Regions from separate parts of the Zea mays genome. Here region 1 is linked to region 2. A link is a contact called in public Hi-C data. All regions are on one chromosome and are shown on one strand. The core of a region is the stretch at or near the end of the contact, and the rest is flanking DNA. Distances in the headings are between cores, read along the strand shown.

Region 1 (2,855 bases), core at 231-2,730, 320 kb before region 2:
CCTGGATGAAGACTTCGGTGCAACAGTACCTCTGTTCTTGCTCTGTCTTCCAACAAGCAAAGCCGAACCGGTCTCTCCTCCCTTGTCTTTTATAGGCCCTTCCCGTACCCGATTCAGCATGGCAGATCATTAAACAACGGACAACAAGAGCAACAAAAACACCAAGTATAAAGTATAAGCTAATAAGTGCTTAAACCGAGCACAGAAAAAATCTGGCGAAAGGAACTGCTGGAAAAAAATCAGTTGACGAGGTGAAGTGAACTAAGAAAACTGAGCAGCCAAACGCCCACAGTGCATTCGATCAGTTTCCAACAGAAGTACAGAAATACCACTACTGTTCCAATCCAATCAAGCAACACGACTGCATAAAGAGCTCAAACAACTTCTAACAGGACACCGCATAGGCTCATATGGAGGAAAATGAGCAAATACGCGTGTGCAGCCGCGAAACTTCGAAGAACCTACGAGTTCCAGGCATCAGACGACAGCAGCCCTAAGACTCCAGAGCTCAATCCAACCACATCAAGAAGAGATGCAGGACCAAGACGAGCAACAGAATCGGAGTACCAAAGGAGAAGAAGAGAAAAACGGAGGGAGAAAAGGCCGCCCTCGTGCGGGGGCGGGGCGACCTGCGCAGGTGAGGAAGCCGTGGATCTCGGAGGCGACGAGCGGGTCCCGCCCGCCGGCGCCACCCACCATGGTCGCACTTGCTGTTGCTTCCGCGGCTAGGAATCCGGAGGTCGGGCGAGCGGGGTTGGCGGGCAGGGTTGGCTGGCGGTGAATCCGGAGGTCGGGCGAGCGGGGATGGCTGGCGGTTTGCGGCGGCGCGGAATCCGGAGGTAGGGCGGGTTGGGGAGTACCAAAGGAGAAGAAGAGAAAAACGGAGGGAGAAAAGGCCGCCCTCGTGCGGGGGCGGGGCGACCTGCGCAGGTGAGGAAGCCGTGGATCTCGGAGGCGACGAGCGGGTCCCGCCCGCCGGCGCCACCCACCATGGTCGCACTTGCTGCTGCTTCCGCGGCTAGGAATCCGGAGGTCGGGCGAGCGGGGTTGGCGGGCAGGGTTGGCTGGCGGTGAATCCGGAGGTCGGGCGAGCGGGGATGGCTGGCGGTTTGCGGCGGCGCGGAATCCGGAGGTAGGGCGGGTTGGCGGGGTTTGCGGATGGTTTGCGGTGGCGCGGAATCCGGACGTCGGGCGAGCGGGGGCGGGGGCAGTCTACGTTGAGCTCTTAATAGTTAGTAGAGATTCGATTACCAGTGGTGCCAAATTTTTATATGACGGTATCAGTTTATAGTGTGATATCTGATTATGGTGAAACTTAAATAAATATAATTTAATGTTATCATATATTTTTCACGTTATAAATATATGAACCAAATAGCACCTTAGTATTTACACATCCCAATACCACCTAGGTATAGAAGCTCAAATCGGATGCCGAAACAAGTTGTCGTGCAAGCCCACCGTTCCTAAATCCCTCTCAGCGGCAAAACGCAAAACGGCGACAAGCCCCACCGTTCCCGCACAAACAATTGCTTGGCCCGGCCCTGCGTGTCACGGACGGGAGGGCGCACTCGCCATCCATCCCCGCGCACCTAGGCCAGTGGCGGAGTGGCCACCAGTTTCCTCGGCTGCTCCCCTCCTGCTTCCCCGATGACACAGCTGGACCTGGACAGCCCACAGCTCACAAGGGATGACCAAAACCCCCAACCCAAAAACCCTAGCGACCAGCCACATTGATAACCTCCGCCGCCGCCGACGTCGATGCCCAGGCTCTCCCTCACCGTCACTGACGCCGCCGCTGCCATGCCCTTTGCGCTCCGGCTTGGTGGTTCCCCAGCGCTCCGCCCGGGCCCGCGGTCCCCGTCGTGGCTGCGCTTTGGCGGCATGGCCGGGGCGCGGAGGGCGCTGTTCTGCTCCGCCGAGGACGCCAGGCGGTGTGGCTCGGACGACTACGCGGAGGCGGAGGAGGGTCGGAGGGGAGGCGGGAGCCGCGTGCCATCGGAGAGGAGGATAAGGGGCGGGAATGCGGCCGCCGCGGTGGGGACGAGCGTCGAGCTACTGGGGATTCCTGGTGTGGGGCCGCGCAACCTTAGGAAGCTCGTGGACAATGGCTTCGAGGGCGTCGCGCAGCTCAAGCAGCTCTACAGGGACAAGGTGCACTTGCTTGTGTTTCGCCATTTGCTAGTTTGTGTGTTACAAGTAGGATTTCGTTTGCTTCAGGGCGTGGGCATTACGCTGCGCCACTGTTATATTGGTTATAATATTGCATCAGAGAAAGCCTACACTTGTTAGATAATTTCGGTCACAACCCTTTTGTTAGTTACTTAAAAGAACACCTAAAATGGCCGTGTTTCCACAATTAGTACACGTGCCTACCTTTGTGCTTCACCTTGGTTAATAATAACAGTTTTAGTTGCTACAGCATACATTATACCTATGCTTTGTTGTACAAATCAAAATATTGAATATCATGTTGTGCACACTTACACACTGTATGCTGAAAGGTATCCTTTCTGCAAGAAATTAACAGTGTAAAATATTTAAGTAGCAAATAGAGGGTCTCTAGTTTATTTATTTTGTAAGTAACCAAGCATATGTGAGGAAGGATAGGCCTGGTGCAGTGGCGAGAGCTCACTAGGTCATGGGTTCCTAGCAGCATCTCCACATTTGTGGTGGGAAGACTTGCCTCGGTTTATTCCTTCTTGAGGCCCAACTCATGTGGTAGCCTCTAACACCAGGTCTGCGGTCTGCCCATCCAGGCATATGTGAAAATTGAAATCAAATGATAGGAACATGTCATGCTAATAAAAAATGTTCTAATTTCAGTTTTGGAATTATTGGTCTTCTGAGACAAT
Region 2 (2,700 bases), core at 52-2,551:
TAACTTGCTCATCAACTTAGCCTTATTATAATAAATAACGAGATAATATACTAGCAAATAAACATCAAAACAACTTCATATAAGATTTAATCAATTCCAAATTAATTAGGCACCATAAGATATAGAATTATTTTAGGAAAACAATGAAACTAGATTCAGATTCTTTTGAGCTAAATCAAATTTTCTATGACTAAATACAACTTTAAGATTTTCAATGCATATTTTCAAAACATATAGACAATTTTCGGGAAAAAAAATATAGTTCAGTTTATCCCTTGAGCTATTGACGCGGTCCAATTTACTCTTGTAGCCGATGCGCTGACATAATATCATATTAACAAAAGCTGCCATCAAAACACGTATGGAAAACAAATGGTTTAAAAATTGAGGAGTTTAGAAAATCAGTTTCACAGAAGATGATGTGGTGGTGTGGGGGATGTGAATGAGACGAGTGCGAAAAATCGAGGGTGGTTTGAAAGAACCTTTTCGTTGGAAAGAGGAGGAAGCAATCGACTCAAGATATTTATGTGTAAGAATCTGTCTGTTTGAGAGTATAATATATTCATAATTTAATTTATTTTGAACTAATATTTAGTTTAAAATAAGTTAGGTTATATATTCTAGAGCTAGTAAAGTGATCGTTCCAGTCTTCAAACTTCATATTTTGAGCTTAATTTCATGCATGAACTAGGGAAGTTCAAGGATAGAAATAAAATGTGCTTGATAGTTTAAGGCCAAAATCGAACCCAAAGTGCAATGCAAAGTTCGAGGACTGTAATGTTTACTTCGCTAATTCTACATGAAACGGAGCCTAAAAAATATAATTTGAGGACTGAAACAGCAATTTTTAAAAGTTCAAGAATGAAATTAGACTTGAACGATATATAAGGGACTAAATAACTATTCCGTAAACAAGAAAAAAAAACAGTGATGCTGTGTTTTTAAGAAAAGAAGTAGCTGGGAGGCAGGCATTCAGATGTGGCGTGGCCGTTGTCTGCCTACTGCTGGTGGTGCGTGGGCTGATTGTAGCCGTAGGAACGAACGAGGCCATCATCGTCTTGCAGCAAAACTGGGCCTTTGTACTTGTGTATAGTTTCGTGGGTCGAGTTTTAGCACGGCCCATGCATAATTTCGTATACTCGTACTTCCTGGGGCCGTGGCCGTGGCCCATAGGCTCTGTATTGACTGTGCATTATCGAGTCAACTCATCCTGCTGGTGCTGGTCGGGTCCACAGCACTATAAATTCGGCTGACCGCAGCGACGGCAGGAGAATAGGAGATACGATTGTGCCGACCTAATCCAGCGGCAGCCAGGCACTCACCAAGGAAACCTTTTTAAATCTGGCCCCTTGACGCGCAGCGGGAGAGGCTCATCACCCCGTGTGCCCTCGCCTCGCCTCGCCCCGCCGCCCGCCCCAATCGACCAATCCCGTCCATATCAAAAAAATGGGAATTGTCGCCGCCGCCACCACCGCCGCCGCCACGTGCACGTCCCGACTCCTCCACCACCACGCAACCTATCACCGGCACCAGCTCAGGTACTCTGCGAGTCCGTTTCCTCTCTCGCTGCACTGTGGCTCCGGCCGGCGTGAGGCGGCGGCCCGGGCGCTCCTGCCCGACCGCGTCACCCCGTTCTCTTACGGCGTGGATGAGGACGCGGATGACCACCCGCGCGAGGAGTGCGGTTTAGTCGGGGTCGTGGGCGACCCGGACGCGTCGTCGCTGTGCTATCTGGGGCTGCAGAAGCTGCAGCACCGCGGGGAGGAGGGGGCCGGGATCGTCGCCGTGGGCGGGGACGGCAAGCTCAAGTCCGTTACCGGGCTGGGTCTCGTGGCCGACGTGTTCGGGGACCCGTCCCGGCTCGCCTCGCTCCCGGGTCCCGCCGCCATCGGACACGTGCGCTACTCCACGGCCGGCGCCGCCGCTTCGCTGCGCAACGTGCAGCCGTTCCTGGCCGGGTACCGGTTCGGGCAGGTCGCCGTGGCGCATAACGGCAACCTCGTCAACTACCAGGCGCTACGGAACAAGCTCGAGGCCAGGGGGTCCATCTTCAACACGTCCTCGGACACGGAGGTCATCCTCCACCTCATCGCGACGTCGCTGTCGCGGCCCCTGCTCGCCCGGGTCTGCGACGCCTGCGAGCGCCTCGCGGGGTCCTACTCGCTCCTGTTCCTCACGGCCGACAAGCTCTTCGCCGTGCGCGACCCACATGGGTTCCGCCCGCTGGTGATGGGCCGCCGCCGGAACGGCGCTGTCGTCTTCGCGTCGGAGACCTGCGCGCTGGACCTCATCGACGCCACCTACGAGCGCGAGGTGGAGCCCGGGGAGGTGGTCATGGTCGACCGCCGCGACATGTCGGTCGCCTCGGCCTGCCTCCTCCCGCACCGCCCCCGGCGCGCCTGCGTGTTCGAGCACATCTACTTCTCGCTGCCCAACTCGGTGGTGTTCTCGCACGCCGTTCACGAGCGCCGTACCGCCTTCGGACAGGCGCTGGCCGAGGAGTCCCCTGCCCCGGGCGCCGACGTCGTCATCCCGGTGCCTGACTCGGGCTTCTACGCCGCGCTCGGGTTCGCACGCGCGTCGGGGCTCGAGTTCCAGCAGGGTCTCATCCGTTGGCATTACAGCGGCCGCAGCTTCATCCAGCCGACGCAAGCGATCCGGGACCTCGCCGTGAAGCTGAAGCTCGCCCCCGTGCGCGGC

What was found. Hi-C and Micro-C count contacts between places; a contact is called where the count stands out from the background.
Region 1: a Hi-C map of bundle sheath shows a contact between it and region 2, with 2.2 times the contacts expected there. The contact joins the promoter of LOC100285588 here to the promoter of LOC103635621 in region 2. A contact is called at or near these places in 5 of 25 Hi-C or Micro-C datasets (bundle sheath, ear, leaf and 2 more).

Annotation. Positions count from the first base shown.
Region 1 is chr8:103,756,979-103,759,833 of Zm-B73-REFERENCE-NAM-5.0, reverse strand. It overlaps LOC100285588 (ATP binding protein), which reads left to right and starts at 1,480. Exons shown (of 5, transcript NM_001158479.2): 1 at 1,480-2,154. The coding sequence starts at 1,762.
Region 2 is chr8:103,441,352-103,444,051 of Zm-B73-REFERENCE-NAM-5.0, reverse strand. LOC103635621 (amidophosphoribosyltransferase, chloroplastic-like) reads left to right here and starts at 1,301. Exons shown (of 1, transcript NM_001323269.1): 1 at 1,301-2,700. The coding sequence starts at 1,447.